Linked DNA regions of Mus musculus: regions 1, 2, 3 and 4 are each linked to region 5. A link is a contact called in public HiChIP or PLAC-seq and promoter capture Hi-C data. All regions are on one chromosome and are shown on one strand. Each heading gives the region's core, a stretch centred on a gene start, on an enhancer-like site or on the middle of the called end of the contact. The rest is flanking DNA. Distances are from core to core; before and after follow the strand shown. Region 1 holds the start of Rprd2 (regulation of nuclear pre-mRNA domain containing 2). Region 2 holds the start of Aph1a (aph1 homolog A, gamma secretase subunit). Region 3 holds the start of Them4 (thioesterase superfamily member 4). Region 4 holds the start of Tdrkh (tudor and KH domain containing protein). Region 5 holds the start of Rfx5 (regulatory factor X, 5 (influences HLA class II expression)).

Region 1 (2,700 bases), core at 162-2,661, 860 kb before region 5:
CAGATCTTATTAAGGATGATTGTGAGCCACCATGTGGTTGCTGGGATTTTAACTCAGGACCTTTGGAAGAGCAGTCAGTGCTCCTACGTGCTGAGCCATCTCTCCAGCCCATAATGGTTAATTTGAGGCTGTGCTAATAAACACAATACTCAAGACTCTTGTAAACTGTAACGCACAGGGCAGTGGTGGTGCACGTCTTTAATCCCAGCACTTGGGAGGCAGAGGCAGGTGGATTTCTGAGTTCGAGGCCAGCCTGGTCTACAGAGTGAGTTCCAGGACGGCCAGGGCTACACAGAAAAACCTTGTCTCGAAAAAACAAAAACAAACCTATAACGCATTACGAAATTGTGATGTTACTACCTAGCAAAGAAGCCACACCTTGTCAATTACTCTTTCCTCGCTTCGAAGACTTTTCAGAGAAATTTTCGTTTAACTTTTATTCCCTCTTTCTAGAATGCAGTCGGTCGGCTGGCTGTGAACGGTGTCATCGCAGTCGGGCGTGTAGCATAGGTTAGTCAAGGAGTGCCTAGAGAACAGCTAACAGGGCCTGACGCATGCGCGTCTTCCCCCACTCCGCAAGACGTGCCAGCCATTTTGTCGCGTGTAGGTCCCCGATGGCGGGGTGGCAGGGAACGCAGCTGCAGCTGTCAAAAACAGTAGCCACAGAACGGTGGGCATTTCCCATCCTAGTGTGAATTAAAGGCTCCCAGGGAGCAACCCCGCCATGAAGCCAAAAGCAGGGCCGAGCACTGAACTGGGGTCTAGTAACGTCCTAGGCTCCGGAGCGCCTCAATCCTGCCTCCCCAGGTTTTCCTCCCAACCCGCTAGGCGCAGACCTAACGCGCAGGCGCACAGAGAGACGCAGCGCCTCCTCCGCCTTCAGGTCCCGACGCGCTTCTCCGACCCCCTTCCCTGATTGGTCGAATCGCAGCGCCATCACGCCCCCTCGGCCCCCGTGCTCAAGATTGAGGAGGAAGCGGAGGGGCGGGGCTTCCGTGCGCGTGCGCATTTCTTCTGCTGGTCTATTGCTGCTATTGCGTTGCAAAAAAAAAAAAAAAAAAGAAAAAAGAAAAAAAAAAAAAAGAAAAGAAAAAAAAAAAAAGAAAGAAAATTTTCTGCCTAGGTAGCTTTGGGCCTTTCCTGTGGTAGAAAATCTAAAGGCAAAGCTCTCTGCAGCCGAAGGGACGGCGGAGTAGCGTTTCGTCTTCGGTACCAAGGCCGCCCTGGGCTCACCGGAATTTGGCCAACGGGATGAGGGAAGGGCCTTAAGAGTTGAGGAGCGTAGAGGCTAAAAGCCTTAGTTGTCGGCGCCGTCGCAGGTTCTGTCTCCTCCGTAGTCGTCTCCCGACTCCCGGTTTAAACACCACCCCCGAGCCATACTGACAGTCCTCCGCGGCCGCGGCCCCTCCTCGCAGCGTGTGGGAGCCGCCAGCGCGCCCAGCAGCTAGCCCTCCTGCCGCCAGAGGAGCCTAGCGCGTGCAGCGTCCCCACCCCCTGGCCGCCCTCCCCTCCTGCTGCTTTCACGCACTCGCACTGATTGTTTTGCCCGCTCCCGCCGCCGCCGCCGCCGCCGCCGCCAGAGGACCAGAGGCGCTTGTGCAAACCGGGGAAGATGGCGGCCGGCGGCGGCGGAGGCAGCAGTAAGGCCTCCTCCTCGTCGGCCTCGTCCGCAGGGGCCCTGGAGTCTTCGTTGGATCGAAAATTCCAGTCGGTGACCAACACCATGGAATCCATTCAAGGCTTGTCGTCCTGGTGTATAGAAAACAAGAAACACCACAGTACAATCGTCTACCATTGGATGAAGTGGCTCCGGAGATGTGAGTGTGGGGGCGACTAGGAAGGGGGAGGCTGGAGAGATGGAGAAAATGCGGCCCCCAAAACACTCTGGGGTTTGCCCACCGAGCTGCTGCATTCAGTTGGGGTTCACATTAAAGATCGGGCGCGAGTGTTCCCTAGCCCAGACTCCATCCTAGGCACGGTTGCCCTGCTCTGCAGGGGGCTCATTGCTTGGAATTTTTCAGCCTCACATTTGGCGTGACCTTGGGCCGTTGGGCCTAGACCCGTAGAGATTTTCGCGTTTCCTTCCGAGCCCTGGAAGGTGTGTTGTTGATTATCCTGAACCTTCACGGAAATGGTCGCGTCCGTTTATTTCTTACAGGCCTTGACGTGTTAATGATCTCTGGGTTTCCTGTTGGCTAGTCAAGCCATGGTTTAAGCTGTCCACTTCCCTGAAATATGTTAGACCAGGCAGTGTTTTCCGCCGACGTGAAACTTGGGATATGTCTAGAAAGGGGCCTTCTCTTGATGACTGTGGGTGAAACTTGGCGTGTGTTTTAAGGAGGCTTTCCCTGGATGAATGTGAAGCAATAGGAACTCTACAGAGCTGTGAGGCGACCACCTGTTTTCCTTTTACCTGTGTTTGCAACACTAAAATACAGACCACGGGATACTGACGAGACACAACTGCGAGACTGTAATCATCATTGGTACCGAAGTATAAAATATATCCGGCCACTTTTTAATCTCCTGAAGCACACTTTACAGAATTGAGTTTGTTTGCATAGGCAATCAAAATGGGAAATGTGAATTTTAAAATATATTTATCTGTTTTAGATATAACCCCCATCTCAAGTATACTTTTTTTTTTCAACCTGTGTGGTTCTCCCCACAACACTGCTTTAATACAGAAAAGAGGTCTTC
Region 2 (2,862 bases), core at 24-2,523, 940 kb before region 5:
ATGGGTGATCTTCCGTCCTCACTCAGTGATGCTAAGCCCTCATCTGCCTTCCTGGGAAACAGAAGGAAGGGCAGGGATGTTCCTTCCCCTCCAATACCCTCCCTTTAACGACCCTTACTCCAACCACCATCGCAGGGCTGGCCCACTTCCCGCCATGCACACCACTGTCCCCCCTCCCTTCCAGAGCCCCCCTTGTCCTTACTTAAGGAGCTTGTAGTAAGCAAAACGGAACACTTCCTGTAGAAGGACAGAGACAGCAGCACCAAAAATCAGGAGGCCATACTGGAGCCGTGCATCTGATCGGTCTGTCACATGGACCAAGATGAACCAGACCACAGAAGCCAAGAGCAGGGAGACCAGCCAGAAAAAGGCTCTGAGAAAACACAAGGGCAATGAGAGAGGCAAAGACAGGAGCAGATGGAAAAATCAAGGAGGGAGCCAGCCAAGGATGGAATGTATGAAAAGTGGAAGTTAGACTTCCGGATGGTAAGGGAGACAGGGACCAGATAAGTGTCTCCACCAACAGACTCATTTGTAAGAATCTGAAAGCAGCAGAAAGGGTAGAGATCTGGTTAGAGTCTTCATTAGAGTCAAAGTGTGTGGGCATGAACGGACAGACTAGGTATCCATTCCAAGATCCTTGGCTGGCCGAGGTCAGCACAGCCCCCTCATTAATCTTGGCCTTGGGCCTTCTCTGACGTTGCCGGGAGGACTACAGGAAGAATCTGTGAAATCCCTGGAAGGCGGAAGCCGACTGCGGGAAATTCTCCTAGATCACGATTTGACCCTGTGTCCAACCTTTTCCGACTTCTGCCCCCCAACTCAGGCTCCCAAGCCTGCTCCAGTTCCTCCAGCCCTTTCTGCACCTTTTTCTCTACGTTCGGCCCCGTCTCCACCACTCGACACTCACCCCGCCACCAGGATGATAACCCGAAGTGGGTCTCCAGCTACAGTGATCAGGAAAAGGGAGAAGGCTGGGCCGAACGCGACGAAGGTGCATCCGAAAAACACAGCAGCCCCCATGACTGGGCAGCTGGGGAAGGGAGGGAACCCCGGCCAAGGAAGGCGAAAGGGAGCTGCGCGCCGAGGGGGAGTCCGCGTGGGGCGAGGACGCAACCCCAGGAGGGGCGCGGTGCAATGTCACCCCCGGACCCCGGGGAAGGGGAAGGGGGGGTGCCGAAACCCCGGACGAAGGTCCGCCCGACCTCGTCTACGGAAGCCGAAGAGGGAACAACCCCCGGTCGCTGCCCCATGGCCACCTCCCATCTAATTCCCACCCCCGGAAGGCCAATGAATACTTGGTGGGGCGGAACTGCAGAGGCGGGGTCATGGCGGCATGGCCTTCTGGGAGTTGTAGTCTCTCATCCTCAGAGCCCTCCTCTTGGTGCTGGGAGTGGCTTCAGAAGAGTAGGCTGGAGTCTGGGCCCAATCAGAACAATGATTCCTGGGTTCGCTGGCGCCTTGGCCACGGTTTCCTTTCTTTCGGTAGAGAAGGGTGATAGCCACCCTACCTATTACTAGAGGAGCTTTGTCGGAGGAAGATCCTGTTTGACTCTAGAGACAAATAAAAAAGAGCACAGGATAGAGGTTGTGGGAAGATAGGGACGGACATTGTTCTTAAGTTGAATTAGAGGAAATGACCCAGAGAAGCATCCTGAGGGATCAAAGTTAGGCTTAAAAGTTGGAACTCTTTGGGCAGCCTGGTATAGGAATTACGTCTTAAATGAAGCCTCCACTTGTATTCTGTAATGACAGAATGAGAAAAGCAGGAGGAGCCGGGAGAGAAATATTAGGAAAATGTTTGGAAGGAATCGTGGAGTCACAAAGCAACTAGAGCAATGGGACTGAGAGGAAATTACACCCATCCCCTCCACCCCCGCCCCACGCCGAGCTGCTTGGTTCCTTTGATGTCATACTTCCTTTATTTATAGTCTGGAAAATAAACTTGAGTGGTGTCTTTTCCTCAGGCTGGGGAGAGAGATTTCATATTATCAGGAATCATCATTTGTATGAGGACGGGTTGGTCCTTAGGAGTCTGCAGAACAGAGGAATCCTATGATGGGATCTGAGCATTTTGATCATATATGAGAAAAATCGTTTTTTGAGGGTACATACAAAGCAACAACAAACTACAGAAAAATTTAAAAGATTACCGGGCTTCCTGGAGGTTTTTGCAAAAAGTCACTAGGAGGGGAATCAGTGGAGGTGGGGGGGTGGGGGGGATGGGAGGGTAGGGGGGGTGGAGGGTTGGGGGGGTCTGGCGGTCACTAGACACATTGTTCCCCAAGGTTAGGAGGATGGGAACATCTTGGCCAGTGTTCAGGATTCCATGTGTGTTCAACAGGCTGAGTCTGGGCCACTCTTCTCTGTGAGCTGTTAGCAGCTGTGGGGAACAATCTGTGCATGATGAGCCCACAGCCACTTGCACGGTGTTCAAGGACTCATTTTAGATGCTTAGCAAGTATTTACTAGGTATGTGAGGCTTGTGGAGCTTTTCTTTTGTTCTAATAGCTATTTTTATGTGTGTGGGAGGGGGTTGTGTCATGTATATCTGTGCAACATGTATGTGCTCGGTGCTCTTGGAGGCCAGATGAGCACATCAGAACCCTCGGGACTGCGGCTACAGATGATTGTGATCCACCATGTGGTGCAAGGACATAGCCAGGGCTACCTGTGAGGGAGTGGAGAAGAGCAGGGGCTGGAGAAAGGGAAGGAGCCCAGGGAAAATAGACAAATGCAAGAACAATGGATATAGGGAGTACAGTTGTTATAGGAAGGATGCACAGCTGGCAGGGGAGGGGATGGGGAGGGGAGGGGATGCACAGCCGGCGGGGGCTGATAAACATGATAAAAAAGATCATG
Region 3 (2,772 bases), core at 224-2,723, 640 kb after region 5:
TAGGGATAATCATTACCCTTTGTTCTCAGCAGGGGAAAGGTCATGCTTGATCTTTAGTTATACATTTATGGAAGTTGGACTTGTACTTGTAAAATAAGTTATGACTTTTTCTGCCTCCTTTTAAGATACGTTACTAAATCAAAAGCAGCATGATGAAAAAAAAAAAAAGGCCTGCAAATACTAATGCTGTAATGTTCTCAGCTCAGCACAGACTGCCAGGCTCCAACATGTAATTAAACTAATTCATATTTGTTGTTGTAAGACTAGCACGAATCATTTTCTTTTCTAATCGGCAAGATGGTACCTGGCTGATGTCAATACATCAACATTCATCATTATTTTAAAATTGTGTGTGTGTGTCTATCACCCAGGGCCTCCAGCCCTCTTATTGTCTAGCAGGAAGCTGCAATAGCTTGAGAGAGATGCCACTCCCCTAATAATCAAAGTTCTTTTTCATTTCTCAATACAGAGCTGTTCCCTGTCAGCTGTCGTTCTTTATTACAACACATTGTATACAAACATTTGATTTGGCAAACTGATCCCATTCTCCCAAATTAAACCCGTAAATTTCTTGGGCGGAACGTTTTTTCCCCTTAGCTAACTATAATACGACCTATCGTCAGTGGCCAATCACACCTGACATATATGATAGTCTTTAAACTAACAGGCTCCCATTAGACAGTTTGGGCTAACTCTATCGAGCCAGTCCAAGAGCAATTTCTTTGATAGAGACAGTTCTTACTGTCGATATACATTTTCAGTACACACGGACACACACGCGGGCGTGAGTTGGAGCTCAACAAGTATTGACTACATCAATAGAACAAAGGCAGGGATAAAAATATGGACAGGCAACATTTAAGATTTACATTCCAGGTATGCTAAATGCTTCCCTTGCATTATCTCATTTAGTCTCATAACATCCTCTAAGATGATGAAAACGGGCTAGAGAGGGAGTAATTATCTGACAATCAGAAGTCTACTTCTTCCTGAATTGGTTATAACGAATCAGAGTCTATCAGGATTAGATCCCTGCTAAGGATAAATGGTCTTCTCCAGGGGTCAATAATGGCTCTTTCACAGTTTTCTGGGTGACCTTGCTTATCCTTTCTTATTATCTCAGTCTTAGTAGTGGCGATCCCATCCCTGCAGACCTAGTTCAACCTTGAGTCACTTTCCCTTCCGGCTCCTCCCGATTCGAATCTCAGGGCAGAAGAGCCCAAGAGCCCCGTCACAGCCAGGGGCAGGTGTTAGCTTAGTCTCGGTCGTGCTGTCTCCCCTTCTCGCCCCACGAAAGCAAGCGTCCCGGGACTCACCCTAGCTGCTCCTGGCCGCCTCGCAGGCGTGGCCCCAAGAGTGCGCAGGCGCATAGCGCAGTTTCTCAGCATTGCTCAAGCCGAGGGCAGGACGCTGCTCTCTGCTCTGTTCCAGAAAGAGCCACACTATCCACACGCCGACTCTGGGCTATTAACTGTGGAGGCGGGCGGGTGGAGGGCGGAGCCGCGCGCCGCCCACAGTGCTGGCGCCTCTCCGAATCCGGGCGGACCGAATCCTCTACACCCGCTTTTGGTTCCGGGAGATTTTGCGTCCGGCTCTCAGCCACGGTTACTGCACTGGCGCAGCGAGACAGCCTAGTTTAGTTCCTTGTTCACAGGCAGTTTAACGCTCCAGCCAGCGAAAGACTCATCATCTCGGCCGAACAGGAGCACACACAAGGAGTGGATAACCACTAGGTGCGGGTTGATGGTGTTGGTCTTCTGGGTGTAGAACACGTGCACATACATTTAAAACTCTGTCAGTCTCTACTATTTAACAGGTACACTCTTCAGGTGCCCCTTCTCTCCGCACGCGCGCATATGTGTCTGTGTACTGAAAATGTATATCAACTTTTACTCTAGTAAGAACCGTCTCTATCAAAGAAATTGCTCTTGGTCTGGCTCGATAGAGTTAGCCCAAACTGTCTAATGGGAGCCTGTTAGTTTAAAGACTATCCGTTGATTCACTGATTTGTTCTTTCTGTGCTGGGAACAGAAGAATCTCAGTGTCCCACAAAGGAATACAGAAGCAAAGCAATTATTTTTGTCAAAGGGTGCACCAAGATCCAACTACAGTTAGCAAGCACACAGGGGACAGGTGGTGACTGCCCCACGCTCCCCTGACCCCAATTGCCCGGCGTTTGTTGTGATTGACTAGTTTTAAAATGATAATTACAAAGGAAATGAAAAACTAATAGAAGGAGTTGTGGATAGTCTAATATTTGGATAGTGGTGTCATAAAGCATTTAATTCTAGCACTTAGGGGCAGAGGTGGGTGGTTCAAACCAGCTAAGACAACATAATGATACCTTATCTCAAAAACCTAACCAAACCAAACAACAAAAAGCAAAACAAAAACAAAGAAAGGAAGAGAAATCTGCATTGAGTTGGAGATATGGTTCGTAAGTTTAAAAGCAATGGTTAGAATCTGAGCGCCCACATGGCAGCTCACAGCTGTTTGCAATTCCAGTTCCAGGGGATTGGATACCCTCTCTTTCTTTTGGTTTCTGTGGGCACCAGGCATGCATGTGGTGCACAGACAAAACACCCATATAAATAAAGTCAAATAACAATAATAATAGTTGTTCTCTACTCTGTTTCACAGTGAGTCTTATATGCCTTCAAGTTCTTCTGTCTTTTACCTAAGACACCCTTTTTTTGTTTGTTTTTTGTTTTTTGTGTTTTGTTTTTCGAGGCAGGGTTTTTCTATGTAGCTCTGGCTGTCCTGAAACTCACT
Region 4 (2,700 bases), core at 9-2,508, 540 kb after region 5:
AAGTGTGTTACTAAGGGATAATATCATAAGGGATAGGCTAGTGAACTCAAATCAGGCAAACCAACCAGGATTTTACTTAAAACACCAAAGCGGTCTGAGCCTGGTGTGACAACACATGCATATAACCCCAACAGAGAGGAGGTGGAGACAGAAAGAACTAGAGCCTAAATTCATTCATAACAAGTACAAGGCCACTGTGGGTGACATGAAATCCTGTTTGGGAGTGGTGATGGTAAGGAAGCCAGGTGTCCAATCTCCCAAATACCAGTACCTGAAAGGTGGAGGTAGAAGGATCAGCAGTTTAAGGATGGCTACAGGACAAGTTCTTGACCAGTCTGGGTTAACTACAAGAGATGTCTCAAAAACCAACCAATCAGCTGGAGAGATGGCTAAGCGGTTAAGAGCACTGACTGCTCTACCAGAGGTTCTGAGTTCAACTCCCAGCAACCACATGGTGGCTCACAACCATCTGTAATGGGATCTGACGCCCTCTTCTGGTGTGTCTGAAGACAGCAGCGATGCACTCACATATATAAAATATATAAACCTTAAAAAAACAAAAACAAAAACAAAAACCAACCAACCAACCAACAGGCAAATCTAACCAGATATTACAAGTAAATTTGAGAAAGGAAGATTGATAGACAATCAATCCAATCTAGAGCGTTCTGGTGCTGGCCTGTACTGTACTTCCACCACTTCAGAGGCAAGGGCTGGAGGATTTTGAGTTCAAAACCAGCTGACTGTCACAGGCTCCGCCACTAAAAGAAAACAAAACACCTTGCAACAAAACACCCTGCAGCTACAAACAGTCACTGGACTAAGTTGAGGAAGGTAAAAGGCAAATTAATAAAAGGTCCCTCGTTTCAAAGAGAGCCGGCTTAGGAGTGCTGAGTTGTGGTGAACGTCCTATCAATCCTGGGGGCCTAGCTCCCCGGCCCAGAGCCCCTGATCTGAGTCTGGTTATTAGCTCCCAGCACAGCTGCCCCACGCGGTGATCCGCGAGGGCCTCACTCCTAGCCCCCAAGTGTCCCACGCCTCCCGACCCTCAGTCCCGCGCTTCGGTCTTCCAATTGCCAGGGTCCCTACCGCTCTGCTTCTCCCACACCCCAAACTTCCCTCTCGCGCCCTGCCTTTACCGCTCCTCCAGAGTTGCGCGCTCTGCGCTTCGCCTCGCACCTCACCCCCGCCGCCGCCGCCCTGTCGCTCCCTCAGCGCAGCCGCCTAGCGGGTCGCTTTTCAGCAGCCGCTTGTTCCGCCCCCGCAGCGCATCCTCACCAATCAACGCTCACTTTGAAGTCTGACCAATCGCGCTCCTCCGCCGCAGCCAATCCTTCTGCGGACTGCCGTGAGCGACGTGGCTGGTGCGCGCTCAAGTCCAATTACCCGGATGAAAATCCAAGCCCGCCCACGTCCACAGCCAGTTAGAGCCCGGGGAAGCCGATGCTTTTAATGGAGCTCGCACCTGCTGAGAATTAAACAGCCAATTAGAGGCTTCTGGAGTCCTCGGTCCTCCTCTAGGAGGTTGTGCTGCTTTAAGCCGCGAGGGACTTTGGCGCTCCGAGGGTCGGGGGATTGGGTCACTCGTGGGTGTCCCGAGGCCTACGGAGTCATTCCGCGGCCAGCGGCCTTGGGGGAAGCCACCTCCTGATTGCGGCGCCACTTTATCTGTTAAGAATTTCTGCCTGGATGGACCCCCTACCCCCATCTTAGCCAGGGGACAGGAAAGCAACTATGTTAAAGGAGTGAAATGGGGGCGGGCGCTGCACACGCCACGTGGACCGAAAGTCACCGTGGCCACCACCTGGGTAAGGCAGCTATGGGAGGAGCGCGCCAGCAGGGGCCCCCTGCCTTGCCCCGGGGCCGTGGACCTGTGGAAGGGGGAGGATTTGGCAGGCAGCGGTTTGCTTGAAAAACTGAATTCCAGCCGCCGTCTGGGTCGTTCCCGAACCGTTAGGAACGGTTGGCCCTGCTACCACCTTCACTTTGAGGCGAGGGCACAGTCGCTCCGAGTCTCCAGGAGATGTTTTGTGCTGGCACATGATGAATACTCATTAAACATTTGTTGAGTGAACATAGCTAGCATTGTGTCTGACCCAGATGTCTTTGGGTCAATTTCCTATTATTATTATTATTACCACTACTACTGTTATATGTTGCTATGTTGTCCAGGCTGTTCTCAAATTTTGTTCCCTTAGGCTCTTGAGTAGCTGGGCTTGCAAACATGCTCGCCTTCTAGTCATCCAAAATATATATTTGGGTAAATAATACATGCACTTTCAAGAAGATTCACAAGTAACAAAAGGTTATTGAAGAAAATGTCCCTTCAGAGGCAACCAGTACAACCAGTTTCTTGGGAAATTTTTCATCCCACACTTAAAATACACGTAAATGTATTTTTGCACAGCTGAAAACATGCTATAGATATAATTTTATAACTTCCTTTTTATATATGTTAGTGTTTCAAAGCAACTACCTTTCTGACTCTTAGTTAAATCTCAAGATATGACAGGGATATAGAAGATGTATTTAACCAGAACTTTTAACATGTTTACTTTTAAGCATACTTCACTTTGCACTTTAATTTTTTTTTTTTTTTACTTATAAGACACAGTATCTCTATATAGTCGTGGATGGCTTGGAACTCTTTGGGTGGACCAGTTTTGTTTTGTTGTTTTGAGACAGGGTCTCTCTTTGTAG
Region 5 (2,700 bases), core at 166-2,665:
AGGTCACAGAAGGATAAAGTATGATCCTCACACGTGGACAGCACCGCCTCTCCCCCATGAACCTTTATTCTCTCACATCAACATCACCCTTACCCTTCAGCGATGGCACCTGTATTGTCCCTTCCCAGCATGCTTACCAGAATTCCCTCTACTTTGTTCTGCACGGCCTTGCTGTGGAGAAGAAGAGAAAGCTGGAGGTCACAAGGTTTCCCCATCCCTTTGTCTGACTGCTAGAGACAGAAAAAGGACCAAACAGCTACGGACCACAGACCTCAGCCTGCCTGCTCTGAAACACTTGCCTGAGGAAGGAGTGCAGGGCAACAAGGATCTACAGCTGGGTCTGGAACAGGGTTTGGAGACAGAGACAATTACTTACGAAATGGTACCTCGGAGCCTTTGGAGGAGGGTGGTAGGTTCTCCAGCGTCAGCACCACCTTGGGGCCTTGCCCCAGTCTTGGGGCTCTTAGCATCAGGTTTATCTTCTGCCATCCCAGCATGAGGGCTACAGCTGAGAGAGGAGATCGCTGAGGATTTAACTACTACCAAGCTTCCTTTCTCCTAGAGACCCCAAGGCAGTCCTCCTGTCTCTACCCAGAAATACAAACAGAAGCAAAGCTTCCTCCAGTGGTTTTCCACACCACTTGCCTTCTCTAAAATTAGAATTATTCTGTTACTTTATCAGGCCCTTGTATACCCAAAGAGATCTCTGACATCTCCATTCTATATGTCCCACCTTTTGAAGTCTCCCAAATCTGGAAAACTGTTATGGGAAGGGATAGGGGTGGAGAAGTCCACGTTAAAAGAAATCTTACAATTTCTCCCAGTGCTGCAACACCTCCAGCCCCCCCCCCCCCAAGCCCCTCCAGCCGCCCCCCCTCAACACCTATAACGACAAGTCAAAGTTCTCCGATCCTCTAATAGACTCCTCGCCATTGATTTTGCCTGGAAGGTCGGAAGGGATACAAACATACTCGGCCTTTCCAGGTTTGAAAAAAACTGGGCCCAAGTTCTCATTACTGAGTCTCGCCACGGCTTCCCCCGCTGCCCCCCTCGCCGCGGCGCGGACCCTACGTCATCCCACGACATCCCACTCCGAAGCGTCCCCACTCCCCTCGGGCCCCTCCACCCCAACCCCAGGTGCTGGGCTAGGTCTCCGAACTCAGGGGGCTGGGCGCAGGAAACCCTGCGGGGAACAGGGTCCCAGATTCGGGCACGTGCGCAGGGGCAAGGAGCTGGTCCTGCTAGCTCCGGAGTGCTGTTGCCCCTCCTACCTCGGAACCGTCGCCTTCCAGCACGGACATTAGATAGGTGAGAGAGAAAGAGAAACTACCCTGTGGCTACCTCAGCTCCTGCCCAGCCCCACGGTGCCCAGCCGGCGGGCTCGTGCGTTGCTTTTATTTTTCCTTTTTCTGAATGGTTATGCCAGCCGCGATCTGCCTGGATACACGCACGGCCTGCTCTGTGATTGGCCGTTGCTGCCTCCAAGACGAAGGCAGTGAAAGTCTGCCTGGTAACAGAATATGATTGGTCGAGAGGGGAGGGAAAATCCAAAGTTAGTCTTATTTGAGTCAAGAGGGGGAAGTCCAGGTTGGTTTCGGTTAAAACTGGGGTCGGTTAGGTCTGCGGGCCCGGAAAGGGTTCTGTTCTTAAAGGGACCGCAGGATGAAAGCCCGGGCGCTTGGCTGCTTCTGGAGCATCTGGTCTTTTGCTTTCTGATCCTGTGCGTTGTAAAATCAGCGAGAAGAGGATAAGGGATCGACCGCGGGCTTTACTTGGGAAGATTTACGTAGATGCCGTCTAGGATCCAAGAACCACAGACAGGAGTTACAGGGTAGGAAAGTGATTGGCTAGTTGTAGCTGGGGAATAAGATGAGTTAAAAATGTAAGAAGGTTTGATTAAAAAAAAGCCAAACAACTCTATTACTGGGGCGTCGATAAGGACGTGGAAAGCACGAATCTATAAAAGCAAGTTACTTTGGTTGTGAGAACCAAATTTCTTAGGTTTCAGGAACTCTGTTTAAACAAAATTGGGGAGCTTTACAAAATGGAATGGCCACAGATAGCTACCATGTTTGATTGTTGCCTTTGGTTGTCAGAGCTGTCCGAAATAATCAGTAGGTGATATTTTTAAATTTTTGCTAGAAAATGATGTCTACTGATGGAAATTCGTTATAAAGTCCTGTAACTTTAATAAAATAAAATAACACAAGTTGAACCATTCGTCCTTCCCTCTTTGCTTACCCATCCCTGTGGCCAACAGCCTCTAGGATTGCAGGCTTCCCCTCATTCCACAAAGAATCTGCAAATCCTTAGCAGCTGTACCACATTAAGAGAAAATGTTTTTTTCTCTGTTGTTAGCCGTGGTATCGCCATTTTATAAAGTGCCTCCGTTCTAGTTAAGCCAAAGCTAATGCCAACTCATTTTCCAGATTTCTCCTCACCCTACCCCTCCTACCTGGGTAAACCACAGGAGATGTTTATTGGTTGCCTGACCCTGTCTGTCTCGCTACCCATAGCAACTGCTGACACAAAAGGAAATGGTATGGTCCTTCCACTTTAGACACTTGGCCCCACCCCCTCTGCAGGTATGCTCTAGAATAAAGCCTGTCTGTTGAGCCTCTAGTCCTCCTCTGTATTTTCTCCTTGCCCACCTTTGCCTATTCATGTTTCCGTTTCCTGGGTGTACTTCATCTCCTTCCT

Evidence for each region. Promoter capture Hi-C pulls out the DNA fragments that hold promoters and counts their contacts. HiChIP or PLAC-seq counts read pairs in DNA pulled down with a chosen protein or histone mark.
Region 1: a contact with region 5 is called in an H3K27ac HiChIP or PLAC-seq map of microglia, with 5 times the contacts expected there. The contact joins the promoter of Rprd2 here to the promoter of Rfx5 in region 5.
Region 2: an H3K27ac HiChIP or PLAC-seq map of microglia shows a contact between it and region 5, with 5 times the contacts expected there. The contact joins the promoter of Aph1a here to the promoter of Rfx5 in region 5. A contact is called at or near these places in 3 of 39 promoter capture datasets (cranial neural crest, frontonasal cranial neural crest and liver) and 1 of 115 datasets of contacts at active chromatin or transcription factors (microglia).
Region 3: a contact with region 5 is called in a promoter capture Hi-C map of hippocampal neurons, with 2.5 times the contacts expected there. The contact joins the promoter of Them4 here to the promoter of Rfx5 in region 5. A contact is called at or near these places in 4 of 39 promoter capture datasets (3T3-L1-derived adipocytes, embryonic stem cells, hippocampal neurons and 1 more).
Region 4: a promoter capture Hi-C map of second pharyngeal arch cranial neural crest shows a contact between it and region 5. The contact joins the promoter of Tdrkh here to the promoter of Rfx5 in region 5. A contact is called at or near these places in 6 of 39 promoter capture datasets (3T3-L1-derived adipocytes, the HPC-7 cell line, cranial neural crest and 3 more), 1 of 484 Hi-C or Micro-C datasets (embryonic stem cells) and 3 of 115 datasets of contacts at active chromatin or transcription factors (embryonic basal ganglia, embryonic hindbrain and forebrain).

What each region holds. Positions count from the first base shown.
Region 1 is chr3:95,817,664-95,820,363 of GRCm38.p6, reverse strand. Rprd2 (regulation of nuclear pre-mRNA domain containing 2) reads left to right here and starts at 1,411. Exons shown (of 11, transcript NM_001368178.1): 1 at 1,411-1,817. The coding sequence starts at 1,613. It overlaps Gm29948 (a long non-coding RNA gene), which reads right to left and starts at 1,484. Exons shown (of 2, transcript XR_375854.4): 1 at 1,234-1,484; 2 at 1-644.
Region 2 is chr3:95,892,332-95,895,193 of GRCm38.p6, reverse strand. Aph1a (aph1 homolog A, gamma secretase subunit) reads right to left here and starts at 1,273. Exons shown (of 6, transcript NM_146104.3): 1 at 911-1,273; 2 at 203-373; 3 at 1-51. The coding sequence starts at 1,023.
Region 3 is chr3:94,308,833-94,311,604 of GRCm38.p6, reverse strand. It overlaps Them4 (thioesterase superfamily member 4), which reads right to left and starts at 1,473. Exons shown (of 6, transcript NM_029431.1): 1 at 1,317-1,473. The coding sequence starts at 1,388. Gm36010 (a long non-coding RNA gene) reads left to right here and starts at 1,552. Exons shown (of 4, transcript XR_867460.2): 1 at 1,552-1,733.
Region 4 is chr3:94,411,802-94,414,501 of GRCm38.p6, reverse strand. Tdrkh (tudor and KH domain containing protein) reads right to left here and starts at 1,258. Exons shown (of 14, transcript NM_001357711.1): 1 at 1,140-1,258. 1700040D17Rik (RIKEN cDNA 1700040D17 gene) reads left to right here and starts at 1,547. Exons shown (of 2, transcript NR_152121.1): 1 at 1,547-1,808.
Region 5 is chr3:94,952,823-94,955,522 of GRCm38.p6, reverse strand. Rfx5 (regulatory factor X, 5 (influences HLA class II expression)) reads right to left here and starts at 1,415. Exons shown (of 10, transcript NM_017395.3): 1 at 1,272-1,415; 2 at 377-508; 3 at 138-171. The coding sequence starts at 489.